Linked DNA regions of Hordeum vulgare: region 1 is linked to region 2. Evidence: chromatin contacts called from public Hi-C data. All regions are on one chromosome and are shown on one strand. The core of a region is the stretch at or near the end of the contact, and the rest is flanking DNA. Distances in the headings are between cores, read along the strand shown. Region 1 holds the start of LOC123402228 (ubiquitin fusion degradation protein 1 homolog). Region 2 holds the start of LOC123403462 (glucose-6-phosphate 1-dehydrogenase, chloroplastic-like).

Region 1 (7,204 bases), core at 210-2,709, 350 kb after region 2:
ACCTTGTCAATAAAAGATGCAGGGTAGCAGCGATAGGTCTGCTCAAAAGTACTTCCACGGTAACCGTAGCCTTCAAAATACTAATCAAAACAAATAATTGTATTAGAATCATGCAACATGATTCAGCAATTGATGAAGCTATAGGGAATTACTGGGAAACTATTCATGGCAAAAAGGTGCTGCTATGTCCAAAAATGTAACTGATTATCAAATGCATAGCAAAGATGCAAACTGATAACGAAGGGATATACTAGCTCACAAATCCAGAAGATATCCAAGGTTTGAGAATAACAGCACATGTGGTACACAGATGATTTGGATCTTAATCAAGTGCTACCAGACTAATTGAAGCTATGGCTAGTCGCTGACAAGTTCAATTAAGGAGTTTATAGGTCTGAATTTCGATGATGTGCTCCTGAAGGTAACATAGTTCCAAACAGCTAATAGTAAGATCAAATTTGTCCAAAGGACTTACCATATTCATGGACAGGAAGGTTAACCCCTTTTGAACCTGCATATGAGGAACAGGAACATATAATTAAAACGATGGTGAACATAAGCAGATAATACAACAACACAGTCACGCATAATAACAACTGGAAAAATGAAGATTCCACTCACACAGTGTTTATTTGTGATAATATGAAGACACAAGACCTATTCAACCTATTCAAAATTGCTGATACACATTTGCAGACATTCATTGTTGATAAGCTGTAGTAGCTTCTCGGGGCCAGCAAAGAGGACTATAATATGGTGCAGTCAAGTTAATCAATCTAAGCCAACCAAACAAATCTTCAGGGGACAAAGCCACAATCAGGCTCCAAAGTCTAAACAATCAATTTCTACATGCTATTAGATTTATAGATCCTACTATGAGTGAATAGGTTCTCTAGTTCCACAAATCCCAAGGGTTATTGACTTGCTGGAGGATAACCGGGGTAGCGCTACCAACAAAATTCTTCCAGGACATAAAAAGTCCACAGAGTCAAGTAAATTACTACTCCGTAGCACAATATATACTTCAAATAAATTAGCAAAATACTAGCGCGAGAGGTTGCTCGTCGTCAAAACGCATGAGAGAAAGAAAAGGCTTCGTTTTTTCCAAACTTGAGGGACGAACTGGCAGCAGGCAAGGGTATGCGCCAAGTACGGATGTATCCGCTTAGTATATCGGATTGGATTGACGATCTGGGCATCGCATCGAAGCACGGACGGGCTCGGGACCGAAATCGGGTGGAGGTACCGGAGAGATTGATCGGTGCCGGCGAAGGGTAAAAAGAGGCGGAGAAGCTGAGTCGAGGGTTACTGGTAAATACCTAAGCACCGGTTCTCCGGTCGGCCGAAGAGGAGGCGGCGGCGGCGGCGGTGCGGAGAAGAGTCGTCCTCGGTTTCGGCGGTTGCGCTCGAGCTCAAGCGGACGGAGGTAGGTTGGCTTCGATCGGAAGGAAGAAATGAGGAGAAGAATATAGGGGATGAGGAGGAAGAGGAACCGAGCTCCTAGTTGGGCTAGGCTTCCGACGTGTGGCCCAAGTGAAATACTGCCTCAGGCTCGGCTCAAGGCCTGATCACAGCCGAAGCCCAATAAGGTCACACATTTTATTTTCTAAGAAAAAAACAAATTCGGAAGTATGTTTTGAAATATTGCTAACATAATTTAAATATTTAAAATGTTCTATATTGCAAAAAAAAGGGAAAACATGTTCAAGTATCTCAATGTAAACATGCCTATGTACGGACTAGAAATAACCATCTCATATTTTCTTAAATGTATTTATTTATAAAGATGTATTAGTGTAGTTTTAGAAAGATGCTCACATATGTACATGTAAGTGTTTGAACACATTCACATATTCGAAAAAAAAAATTCATAGATGTAAGAGCATCTCCAGCCATTCCCCCCCCCCACCACAGGTTTGAAATAGCACCGCCTCAGGGCGCGCCAGCGGAAAAATCACCCGGGGGGGCTGAGGTTCCCACCCGCACCCCCCAAGGTCGCCCCCAATCGGGTTTTTTTTTAATCAAACTTGGCCTAAATTCGACCTAAAATGACACAAATTTGAAGGAAATGCACCGTTTTCATTGATATTTTTACAAACTGAACTAAAAACATAATTTAAAATGAAATTGAAAAACTACTAAGCCGTCACTGTCGCCTTCTACATGCCGAGAAGCTTGTAGAAGTCGTCGTTGTCCTGCACCCCTGCCCTGGGTCGTCGTGGCGAACGGGGTTGGACGGCCATGGTGCCTCCTCGTCGCTGCCATCGAGGACGATGACGCCACCCTACTCGCGACCGCGACATCGAGCGGTAATCTCGAGGGCGCGGGGCTGGAGCTCCATGTCCTCCTGGACGTAATCGTCTTGCGCCCATTTAAGCGCGATCTCGGCAGCGGCAGCCATGGAGAGGTGTTCCTGCTTAACGGGACGGAACACCAGCCCGGTCTTCGCTTTACGAGACGGGGGGAGGAGGTTGGAGGAGAAGAGACGCCACCCTCGTTGATGACGAGGGGGCCGCTGCATGTGTGCCGCCCTAGCAGCGTCTCCAGCAGCTCCAGCTTGATGGGGAGGAGCGTCGGCGACCCAGAGGAGCGGGAGTGGGAGCCGAACGAGGAGGAGGAAGCCATCTCCGTGCGCCTCGACGTCCAAGAACTGTCGCGGAGGCGGGAGAAGGAGGGGGGCGCCGGGTATTCCATACGCGGCGAGTTGCTGCCCTTGTGCTCGAAGACGGCCTTCAACGTGCGGTCGGGGACGCCCCACCATTGGTGTCGCCCCTCGTAGTTGAAGCGGTCGTGGGGGGTCGGCACCGTTGGTGGCGGCAAGCTGGGCGGCATGACAGTGTACGAAGTACGCCGTCCATGATGTGTTGTTGTCGGGTGCGTACTGATGACCCACAAGTGTAGGCGATCTATCGTAGTCCTTTCGATAAGTAAGAGTGTCGAACCCAACGAGGAGCAGAAGGATCTGACAAGTGGTTTTCAGCAAGGTATTCTCTGCAAGCACTAAAATTATCGGTAACAGATAGTTGTGTGATAAGATGATTCGTAGCAAGTAGCAAGTAACAACGATAACAAAGGTGCAACAAGATGGCCCAATCCCTTTTGTAGCAAGGGACAAGACTGGACAAACTCTTATAGGAGGTAAAGCGCTCCCGAGGACACATGAGAATTTCTGTCAAGCTAGTTTTCATCATGTTCATATGATTCGCGTTCGCTACTTTGATAGTTTGATATGTGGGTGGACCGGTTCTTGGGTGTTGCCCTTACTTGGACAAACATCCCACTTATGATTAACCCCTCTCGCAAGAGTCCGCAACTAAGAAAGAAGAATTAAGACAAAGTCTAACAAAAGCATTAAACTAGTGGATTCAAATCAGCCCCTTACGAAGCAACGCATAAACTAGGGTATAAGCTTCTGTCACTCTAGCAACCCATCATCTACTTATTACTTTCCAATGCCTTCCTCTAGGCCCAAATAATGGTGAAGTGTTATGTAGTCGACGTTCACATAACACCACTAGAGGAAAAACAACATACAACGCATCAAAATATCAAACGAATACCAAATTCACATGACTACTTATAGCATGATGATACGTCTCCAACATATCTATAATTTTTGATTGTTTCATGCTATTATCTTGTCAAACTTTGGATGTTTTGTATGCCTTTTATATTTTTTTGGGACTAACTTATTAACTCAATGCGAAGTGCCAGTTCCTGTTTTTTCCGTGTTTTTGACCTTTTTCAGAGGAAGATTTGAAACAGAGTCCAAACGGAATAAAATCCCCGAAAAGATTTTTTCCGAAACAGAAGAAGATAGGGAGACTTGAGAACCAAGGCAAGGGGTCCCCAGGGACCCCACAAGCCCTCTAGCCCCGGCCAGGGGGGAGGTCGGGCCTCCCAGGCTTGTGGGCCCCCTAAACCTCCTGTGTCCTAGGTTTTGCGCCTATATGTTCCCTAAAATACCAGAAAAAACAAGAGATCATCGAAAGTATTTTTCCGCCGCCGCAAGCTTCTGTCTCCGCAAGATCCCATCTCGGGCACGTTCTGGTGCCCTGCCGGAGGGGGGATTCGGATACGGAGGGCTTCTTCATCAACACCATGACCTCTCCGATGATGCGTGAGTAGTTCACCATAGACCTACGGGTCCATAGCTAGTAGCTAGATGGCTTCTTCTCTCTCTTAGATCTTCAATACAAAGTTCTCCATGATCTTCATGGAGATCTATCCGATGTAATCTCCTTTTGTGGTGTGTTTGTTGAGATCCGATGAATTGTGGATTTATGATCAGATTATCTATGAATCTTATTTGAGTTTCTTTTGATCTCTCTTATGCATGATTTCATATCCTTGTAATTCTCTTCGAGTTGTGAGTTTTGTTTGGCCAACTAGATCTATGATTCTTGCAATGGGAGAAGTGCTTGGTTTTTGGTTCATACCGTGCAGTGATCTCACCCAGTGACATAAGGGGTAGCGAGGCACGCATCGTGTTGTTGCCATCAAGGGTAAAAAGTTGGGGTTTTCATCATTGGTTTGAGATTATCCCTCTACATCATGTCATCTTGCTTAAGGCGTTACTATGTTCGTCATGAACTCAATACACTAGATGCATGTTGGATAGCGATCGATGTGTGGAGTAATAGTAGTAGATGCAAAAAGTAACGGTCTACTTGTCTCAGACATGATGCCTATATGTATGATCATTGCCTTAGATATCATCATGACTTTGCGCGGTTCTATCAATTGCTCGACAGTAATTTATTTACCCACCGTGATATTTGCTGTCGTGGGTATAAGTCTGACAGTAGAAGTGTAGGGTACGAAAGGATGGGCAGAGCCTTAGCTACGGCGAGGATGTATGAGTTCAGGCCCCTCTACGGTGGAGGTAAAAGCCCTACGTCTCAGTGGTCTTGGGAGCTTAGTGTCGAGTGGAATATAGGATTACAGTAAATGCCAACCCCTGCACCAGTGGGGAAGGGCGGCTTATATAGAGTGCGCTGCCCTTCATAATGGCCCGATGGATAGGGGTGGAATAGTGGCGAGTAAATGCCTACGTTACAGGTAACGTAAGCCTTAAATGTTAATAATGGTGTGTTGAAACGTATGACCGTTGCCCTCCTGGGAGGTTACGATGTTCAGAGTGGATTCCAGTCGGTACGTTAAATATGCTCCGAGTGCTCGTCGCCGACTGGATGATGGGGGAGTCCTTAGTTCAGTCGGAACTGTCTAAGGCCCTTGTCCTCTGTGAAGGATAGTCCTTGTCTAGGACCTATAGGGCAGGCCTATGACCCTACCCTGAGACTATAACCCCATCATTAGTCCCCGAATGGATCGGGGTTGGAGCGATGAAGTGATGTCTGGAGTATGGATCCGACTGGTATGGAGGTGACTTTGGCGTTGTTTGCCTCGATCCATTTTATCCTTTCAACCAGTGATCCGAGTGAATATATCAGTGAAACGAACCGTCAGAGACCGAGTGCTTCCGCGGAATCTTTCGACGTGACTGGTGAAACTGACTGCGCCGGATTTTCCGGGATCCTCAAATTTCGGTGGCCGCGCGCTCAGCGGGGATGACGACATTGCCATCAAGTAGGTTTTGCTGCCTCGATTACCGCGCCTTTATCTTCTCCACTAACATCGCAGCAGCCGGTTGGGGAGATAAGATTTTGGGTCCACCTGTTAGCGACCCAGTCGGAAGCTTATTTAAGCCTCTCCGGCGGGATTTCTTATTGCGCTGCTCATCTTCCTCGCATTAATCCCGCTCCTCCCGCAGCTCTCTGCATGCCTCAAGCCTCCTCCTTCTCCTCCTCCTCTGCGGATCCGTCGCCTTCGCCGTGATGAAGGGGCAGACCAGCAAACTTGAGTCGCAGAAGAAGAAGAAGAAGGGGGCGGCCCCTACTCAGCAGCGGCAGCGGGCGCTGCCGGCGGGTTGGATCCAGGGGGATTTCCTCCCCTCCTCGGTGACGGAGGACGACTTGCTGGAGCTGGTGGAGCACGGCATGATCGTCAACAAGTCATGGAGGCTGCCGGAAGGCGAGACGGAGCCGGCGCCGAAGGAGGGGGAGCGCGTTCTGCTGCTCAACCACGTGTTCAGGGGCTTCTCCTTGCCTCCCCACCCCTTCTTCCGAGGTATCATGTCCTACTTCGGGGCGCAGCTCCATCATTTTCCTCCAAACGCAATAGCCCACCTTGCTGCATTCGTCACCCTTTGCGAGTGCTTTATTGGATGCCCCCCCCACTGGGGGCTCTTTAAGTACGTCTTCTCCGCTAGATCCCAAATCGTCAAAAAGCTTAGCCAATCGGACGATAAGACCCATCTCTTCCAGCTCTGTGGGGGTTTAGGTTTCCAGAAGAAAACAAAGAGTAGCTACCCCCCCCCCCTCCAGTTGTCTGAGTCAGTTAGGAACTGGCAATCGACATGGTTCTATTGCCAGGACATTGCTTGTCCGAATGCCTCGAGCGGGTTGCCACCTTTTAGCCTAGACCGTCCGGGCCCTCCCAGGAAGCTTGCGCTCTCTAAGGGGGAAAGGATCCAGATCCAGCCTTTGGTCGACGCGCTAATAGCCGTCGTCCGCAAGGGAGTCACCGGCACGGACCTGTTGGAGACTTTTCTGTATCGGCGCATCCAGCCGCTGCAGGCCCGACACCACGCCATGTGGCACTACGCGGGGCCTTCGGACTCCACTCGGTCTCATCCAGAGTGCGTGACCGGGGAGACTGCGAGGGCGTGGGTTCGCGGCATCATAGGCGTGTGTGATAACCCCGAAGGAGCCCGGCGGGTGAAGCCCTTCCGCGCCGACAATCCTCCTCCGGATGAGGTAAGCGCATCTTGTCGAGTGTTTTTAATCTTCTTAGACTTATTGCTTTTCTTGTCCTGCTGGCTGACGTTGCCGACTGCGTTTTGTGCAGGAGTGGACCAACTGGTATTCTGCTGTCTCGAACGGGAATCCGGCCGAGGAAGAGGAGGGCAGCCAGGAGGGCAACGTGGATAGCGCCGAGTACGTCTCCGACGGTGGGGAGACAGAGGAGGAGACGGAAGAGCAGGAGGAGGAGGATGGGGAGCAGAGCTCGCCACCTTCACCACAGATCACCGAACTAAGAGCTGTCACGATCCCGCTGCTCCGCCGGCTCCTTCAGCGGCCCCGAGTGCTCCGCCAGCCCCTCCCGTGGCTCCGAGTGCTTGGAGTGTGAAGAGGACCAGGGA
Region 2 (7,579 bases), core at 608-3,107:
ATGTTGAATCCATTGCCTAATTAATGAACATTCTTATCAGATCCGACTGGACGCCGGAGCAGCGCAGACCCGCCTCGACCCTCAGTGCCGAAGTCTTCGGAGAATATGAGCTGCACATTCCGAATGTAGTCCCTCGACCACAATGGCTGGAACACAAGGTTGGAGAAACGGAGGACCGACAGGTTTTCGACCAGCTCCTTGCCCAGATAATGGTCAATCCTGTCACATTTCCGCTGTCAAATCCTAAGAAATAGGGCGAGTCTCTGCAAACACTCTGCATTTATATGTTACCTGAAGATTTGTTCCTCCTCTAAATACATTTTCAGGGATCTGGTAAGCTCCCCCGAGGACTCAGAATCGCGGCCGAATGGCTTCTCCACTATAAACCTCGTCCAGCCACTCCCACCCGGCAGTGAAGCGGTGCGGCTGGCAGATCTTACCACGTCCACGAATATATTTGGTGGAATAGACAAGTAGAACAACCTGTTTGGTAGCTTCCCAGCCTGATTGATGACAAACATTTGGCCTCAACTCCTTTTTCTATGCAATATTTTCCATGAATTCTGCAGTGCAATTACTCCTACTTGGTATCTCTTTTTCTGTGCGAATAATTACTTGGTAGCATTTCATCGTACAGGGCTAGAAAAATTATGTGCTATGAATTCGGGATTACCTCTTTTTCTGTAAGCTTTCTGTCTAATTCGCGAAATCCTTCCTCTGAGTTGTACTGTCCGGACTGATAGAAGCATCTCTTCAGAAATTTATCCATCTTTTCACTGCAGTTCGCCCTGTTTCGCCATTCGAATATGATGTGTTACATTCTGAATATGTGCCCAGAGATTCAAAATACATATGGACCTCTACGACAATGGACAACATAAATTGAGTTGACCTTTTTTTATGGATAAATTGGATAGACGTAATGCAAAATCAGACAAATATTTGAGGATACATTGTGCCATGCCATTGTACGTGTTGCTATTTTCATTACTACCAAAATTGGCTCAAAATAGATCAGATAACACAGGCAAAACCAACACAGACGACTCGCATAGCATAGGGAGGGAGGGACCAAGTATGAAGATTTGTAAGCAGTACCTCTGATCAATCCGACAGGTTAGGGTCATGCTAATCATGTTCCTGAGCTCTTCATCGCTCATTTTGCTACGAGCATAACCAAAGACTGTAAAATGCTGCATTAACAGAGGTTAACTAAAGCAAATCGCTACCATGCTCCAAAGCCCAAACTGAAGAACCACACAAAGTTAACTGAAACCTCGGGGAGCCAGTCCTCGTAGAACAAGGCGAAGAGCGCCGGGAAGATCTTCTTCTTGGCAAGATCACCGGAGGCTCCGACGACTGTGATGCTGACGGTGTTCCCTCCCTGCTCCGTCGCCGGGCCTCCAGCTCCAGACGGCTTAGCATCTAGCACCCCTGCAACAACCACCTCTCGGTACAATATTCTTGTACAAGCAGCAGTGAGTTCAGACTTCAGACAGCCGTGCTAGTTGCACGTCCGAGTACCATCGTTGAAGGAGGCCCCGATCTGCGGGTGCCCATTTGAGGACTTCGCCGTGAGAAGGCACCTTCTTCCTGCAGCATGGATCCTCTGAGGTGGGCAATGGCGGTGCGGTTTGGTGCTTGGATTGGACGGGTGGACAGAGGAGAAGGCGGCAGGATGGAGATGGAAGCGTAAGTCGATGGCGGCCATTGGGTCAAGAAGGAAACAAGAATAGTTGAGAGTATCAAACTATCAATCCATCTGAATCTGATGTGGAGAAAATGATTTGGATGCTTGGCTCTGACGAATGGGGCTTCGATGTTCTTGATAATTGCTTGTTGACACTGGGGCTGAGAGATTGAGGGCAGTGGTCCAAGCACGTGTGGTCATAAATAATTCCATCAATCAAATATTCCAAAAGATGGTAATTGCTTGATTTGCTTCAAGATATTTCTTTCCTCTCCTTATTTTCCTTTTCTTTTCGGCATGCAGTACATACGCATACGATACATACAGTCACATCTACAAACACCCACCCATTTTCTATCCATATGAGCGTCTTCGACAGACTCAACTGACACATTTTCTTGATGAAATGGACTAGTCCTTCTCTCCGTGTGACTAGTCCTTCTCTAGGTCTCTCCCTGTCGTGCGCCACTCCGACGTCGGCGTCCACCCTCCCCGCCGTTGGCTACTCCAGCTACGCCGTCCACCCCCTTAATTCCGCCCGTCACTCCGACCGCGGCGCCTCTCTTCCACCCCTTCCTCGCCGCCCCCCCTCCCCCGGGGCCGGCCATGTCGTCATACCTGAGATCCATTAACTCCTCCTTCCATGGGCGTGAGCGACCCATCGTTCTGGCCTGGGTATCTCCTCGGCGCCAGAGAAGTCGGCGATCGACACTGCGCCGACGACGCACAAAGCCCCGGGCGCAGAAGTCGAGTCGTGCGGGCGCGTGGTGCCATGGCAAGAAGTTGCGTCGTCCAAGAAGACCATGTGGAAGCGCAGGCATGGCGTCGGTTTGCAGGCATGGCGTCGGTTTGCAGGAGGTGGCGCCGGCCTCTCGCCCCCTCCCCCCACCCGACCCGCAAGGAAGTTGACCCCAAGATGCGTGACAAGTGCTTCACGTGCTTGGAGAAGGGGCACTACCGGAGCGACTGCACGAACGATGTCGTGTGCTTTCATTGCAGCCTACCCGACCATGAGGCGAAGGACTGCAAGAGGCCGCTCTCGTGGGAATGAACCTGACAGTAGAGGTGAGGGGTACGAAAGGAGAGGACAGAGTCCTAGCTACAGCAAGCTTGTACACAAGATGTATGAGTTCAGGCCCCTCTCGTGGAGGTAACACCCTACATCTCAGTGCTCGGGAGCTCTTGCGGTGTGGAATGTGTGTTACAGGGGGTGTGAACCCTTGTGCAAGAGGGGAGGGCGGCTTATATAGAGTGCGCTGCTCCTCATCAATACCAGGCAACCAAGGGTTTGATCAATGGAGTTTTAAGGCCTACGTTACTGATAGCGTACGTAATTAATGTTACTTATGACGACCAACCGAACGCTCGCCTATTGGCCTCCCTGGAGTGGCTTCTGGTCTTCTGCGTCGACTGGCTTCTGGTTCTTCCGAGTGGAAGTTGATTGTCGAGTGAATGGGGAGATTCTCCGAGTGATTGCTTACCGAGTGATTCAGACGCTATCGCTATCCAGTCGGAGTCCTCCTTGTAGTCTTCAAGTTTTTAATAATGTGCCCTTAGGTAGGACATGTAGGTCAGGCCTATGGCCCTACCCTAGGTACATATCCCCATCATTAGCCCTCGAATGGATCGGGGTTCGAGTGAGGATGGGGTCGATGCAAATTTTATCGAGGCATACAAATCTTGAACGCGCTTTGGGGCTTAGTAGAATTGTGCGTCGATTGAAGTCTTCGTCATTCACCGTGATCTATTCTGCTGTGAAGTACGTCCGAGTGAATTTGAGCATTGAGGTTTATCCGAGTGACTAACAGGATCTTGAGATGTGACGGATCACTTTGTCTGGTCCGGATTTCACAGGATTCGAAATTTAGGTTAGCACGCACTGCAGTGTGATGACGCAACAACGAGGGCAATTGGGATAATGACGCCTCGATCATCGTGTCGCCCTTATCGCCAGGTATCGCGCATCCTCTGTTATCGGGATATTCACAGATCCGGCGGGCCCAACAGTCAGTGACTCACTCGGACAATTATAAATCCGACCGACATTAGGGTTGGAGCAATGCATTTGCTTGATTCTCCTCTGTTTCCTTTCCATCTCCGCCCCGTAGGTGCTGCTTTGATCTGCCTCAGCCACCGCTGAGATGACGAAAGGCAAGATGAGCAAGCTTGAGCTCGCCAAAAAGGGCGGAAAGTCGAAGAAGTCAGGCGGCCGATCCGCGCTGCTGCCAGGGTGGATCCAGGGAGATTTTCTCCCGTCAACCGTCCGGAAGGAGGATATTCTGGAGCTCGTCGTACACGGGATGATAGCTGAGAAGTCGCGGAGGCTTCCTGAGGGGGAGGTCGAGCCGGAGCCACGCGAAGGAGAATGGGTCCTCCTCCTCACTCATATCGAGTGAGGTTTTTCCTTGCCCCCTCATCCTTTCATCCGTGGTTTTCTAAATTACTTTGGTGCACAACTTCATCATCTTCTTCCCAATTCCATCGCATACCTTGCCGCATTCGTAACACTGCGCGAATGCTTTTTGGGCTGTCCTCCTCATTGGGGACTTTTTAAACACATCTTCACTGTGCGCTCCCAATCGGCGAAGAAAGTTAATCCGAGTGATAGTTCATGTCATTCAGTTGTGCGGTGTTCTAGGGATTCAGAAGAGGAGTAGGAGTACATATCCTCACATGACCCTTCCCGAGTCGGTCCGAAACTGGCAGTCGACTTGGTTTTATTGTAATGATATTGCATCTCCAAATATGTCGACTGGCCTTCTCCCATTCACTTTGGAGCGGCCAACTTCTCCTAGAACGATAAATGTCTCGGATGATGAGAAGGTTCAGGTAGGGATTCTGGTAAATGAGGTGGTCAAGTTGGTCCGTGGCGGAGTGACTGGGATGGACTTGCTTGAAACATTCCTCGACCGGCATATTCAGCCTCTTCAGGAGAGCGATCATGCCATGTGGCATTATTTGGGCCCTGAGGATTCCACTCGGTTGCACCCAGAGGAAGTTTCTAAAGAAACCGTGGCTCAGTGGCTCAGAGGCATCACTGGAGCCTGTGACAATCTATTAGGAGCCAAGCGGGTCTTGCCTTTCTCTATTGAAAACAAGGCACGGAACTTGGTGAGTTATTTCCTTACCGATTACTTTCATATCTTTGTTGAGTGATTGAATCTTCGGCCGACTGACTTTACTATTTTTACGTCTTGTAGGACTGGACAAACATGCATTCACCTGTGCCGAACGGGGATCAACTTGACGTCGGTGCGGAAAGAGAAGGTGGCAGCGCCGATAGCGACTATGCTGAGGACAACGAGGGGAGCAAAGATGACTTGGAGGAGAGTGAGGAGGAGATCGAGTCCCCGCCGTGCACCGAGTCTCGATCCAAGCATCGCCATGATCCGGCGGCTACCCCAAGCAAGACCTTAGTGTCAAGCACTAGGAATGTGAAGCGTGATCGAGCTGCCACAACTGAGTTAGCAGAAAAGGCCGCCAAACAACCCAAACCTCACGCTCCCAAGCCTCGGAAGGCAATACCTCGAATGAGGATTGCTATGCCAGTTTCTTCAGCGTGAGTGTTTACCTCTTTCTTTCTTTTGTCGTTGTGAAATTTCATACCTTTGATGTGCGAGTGGAATTTGCATGCCAGAGCTGCTACCTCGGTGACGTCGCCTCCTGGAGATGAAGATCCCATGGACATGGACACTGCGGACTACTACAGCGACAGAAATCCTTCTGTCGTCTTTTGAGCTTGCGTTGGTTTTTCCCTTGAAGAGGAAAGGGCGATGCAGCATAGGAGCAGTAAGTATTTCCCTCAGTTTGAGAACCAAGGTATCAATTCAGTAGGAGAATCGCGTCAAGTCCAGAGTACCCGCGCAAACACAAAAGAGCTTGCACCCAACGCTATAAAGGGGTTGTCAAACCCTTCAAGATTGATTGCAAAGTGAGATCTGAAGGCGGAAAGTGCAACGAAGTAAAATTGTAAGGCTGAAAATATGGTGTGAAGTAGATCCGGGGGCCATAGTGTTCACTAGAGGCTTCTTTCAAAATAGAAAATAATACGGTGGGTGAACAAATTACTGTCGAGCAATTGATAGAACCGCGCAAAGTCATGATGATATCTAAGGCAATGATCATACATATAGGCATCACGTCCGAGACAAGTAGACCGATACTTTCTGCATCTACTACTATTACTCCACACATCGACCGCTATCCAGCATGCATCTAGTGTATTGAGTTCATAACGAACAAAGTAACGCCTTAAGCAAGATGACATGATGTAGAGGGATAAACTCAAATCAATGATGAAAACCCCATCTTTTTACCCTTGATGGCAACAACACGATGCGTGCCTCGCTATCCCTTCTATCACTGGGTGAGGTCACCGCACGGTATGAACCCAAAACCAAGCACTTCTCCCATTGCAAGAATCATAGATCAAGTTGGCCAAACAAAACGCACAACTCGAAGAGAATTACAAGGATATGAAATCATGCATAAAAGAGATCAGAAGAAACTCAAATAAGATTCATAGATAATCTGATCATAAATCCACAATTCATCGGATCTCGACAAACCCACCGCAGAAGAAGATTACATCGGATAGATCTCCATGAAGATCATGGAGAACTTTGTATTGAAGATCCAAGAGAGAGAAGAAGCCATCTAGCTACTAGCCATGGACCCAAAGGTCCATGGTGAACTACTCACGCATCATCGGAGAGATCATGGTGTTGATGAAGAAGCCCTCCGTATCCGAATCCCCCTCCGGCAGGGCACCAGAACGTGCCCCAGATGGGATCTTGCGGAGACAGAAGCTTGCGGCGGCGGAAAAGTATTTTCGTGGATCTCTTTGGCAGTTTTGGAATTTTTTTGAATTTATAGGCGGAAGAGGTAGGGCAGACGTGCCACAGGGGGGCCACAAGCCTGCTAGGCGCGCCCCCCTGGCCGCGCCTAGGGGGCTTGTGGGGTCCCCTGTTGGCCCCTGCCTTGGTTCTCAAGTCTGACGCGTATCTTCTGTTCCGGAGAAAATCTTTTCGGAAGTTTTATTCCGTTTGGACACCGTTTAAAATCCTCCTCTGAAAAGGGTCAAAAACACGGAAAAAACAGGAACTGGCACTTGGCTCTGAGTTAATAAGTTAGTCCCAGAAAAGATAAAAAAGGCATACAAAACATCCAAAGTTTGACAAGATAATAGCATGGAACCATCAAAATTTATAGATACGTTGGAGACGTATCACGGACATGGCCACCTCCCAACGAGGTATGACAAGTCTTCATTCCTTTCTATTTTCTAGATAAGATTCGTCGATTGGACTAATTGACATTGTCGATTGACAGCTACAGAAGTCATCCACTTGGAGGATGATGAAGAACGACAGCGGTCGACTACTGAATTAGCTAAAACCATGCCTGAAACGTCGGTGTCGAGTGCTCCAGCCGGTTTGATTGTTGTGACTATAGCTGCTCCAGCCAGTTCGATTGCTGTGACTACAGTGCCGGCTGCGCCTCTTCCAGTAACTCCTATTACGTGTGCTGCAACGCCGACTCCTTCAATGCTTGCATATCCTCTGCACCGTGTCCCAAAAGACCATACTGGAGCTGCTAAAGAGGCCTTGATTCAGGGCGAACAGATGATGTTGCAGACCATGGAGGCGTATGAGGCTAGCAAGTTGGCATACGATGTTAGCTCCGTGCTTGGAGCTAACGTCCGAGTAAGTGCTATTGTAAGTTCATTTTCGATTGAATCCTATCCATCTTGACTTTACACCCACTAGGTGTTTTCTTGTGTCGTATGGTTGCTTGTTTCTGATCCACTGGGGGCACGCTGAGTGAACCCACTAGGTGTAGTCCCCGAGATCACTGTCGAGTGATTGCATCGTGTGTTGGAAATATGCC

Evidence for each region. Hi-C and Micro-C count contacts between places; a contact is called where the count stands out from the background.
Region 1: a Hi-C map of leaf shows a contact between it and region 2, with 4 times the contacts expected there. The contact joins the promoter of LOC123402228 here to the promoter of LOC123403462 in region 2. A contact is called at or near these places in 2 of 6 Hi-C or Micro-C datasets (both in leaf).

The regions. Positions count from the first base shown.
Region 1 is chr6H:113,037,688-113,044,891 of MorexV3_pseudomolecules_assembly, forward strand. LOC123402228 (ubiquitin fusion degradation protein 1 homolog) reads right to left here and starts at 1,460. Exons shown (of 10, transcript XM_045096122.1): 1 at 1,320-1,460; 2 at 476-511; 3 at 3-80. The coding sequence starts at 484.
Region 2 is chr6H:112,684,945-112,692,523 of MorexV3_pseudomolecules_assembly, forward strand. LOC123403462 (glucose-6-phosphate 1-dehydrogenase, chloroplastic-like) reads right to left here and starts at 1,858. Exons shown (of 8, transcript XM_045097401.1): 1 at 1,525-1,858; 2 at 1,277-1,434; 3 at 1,099-1,193; 4 at 674-788; 5 at 292-503; 6 at 70-219. The coding sequence starts at 1,711.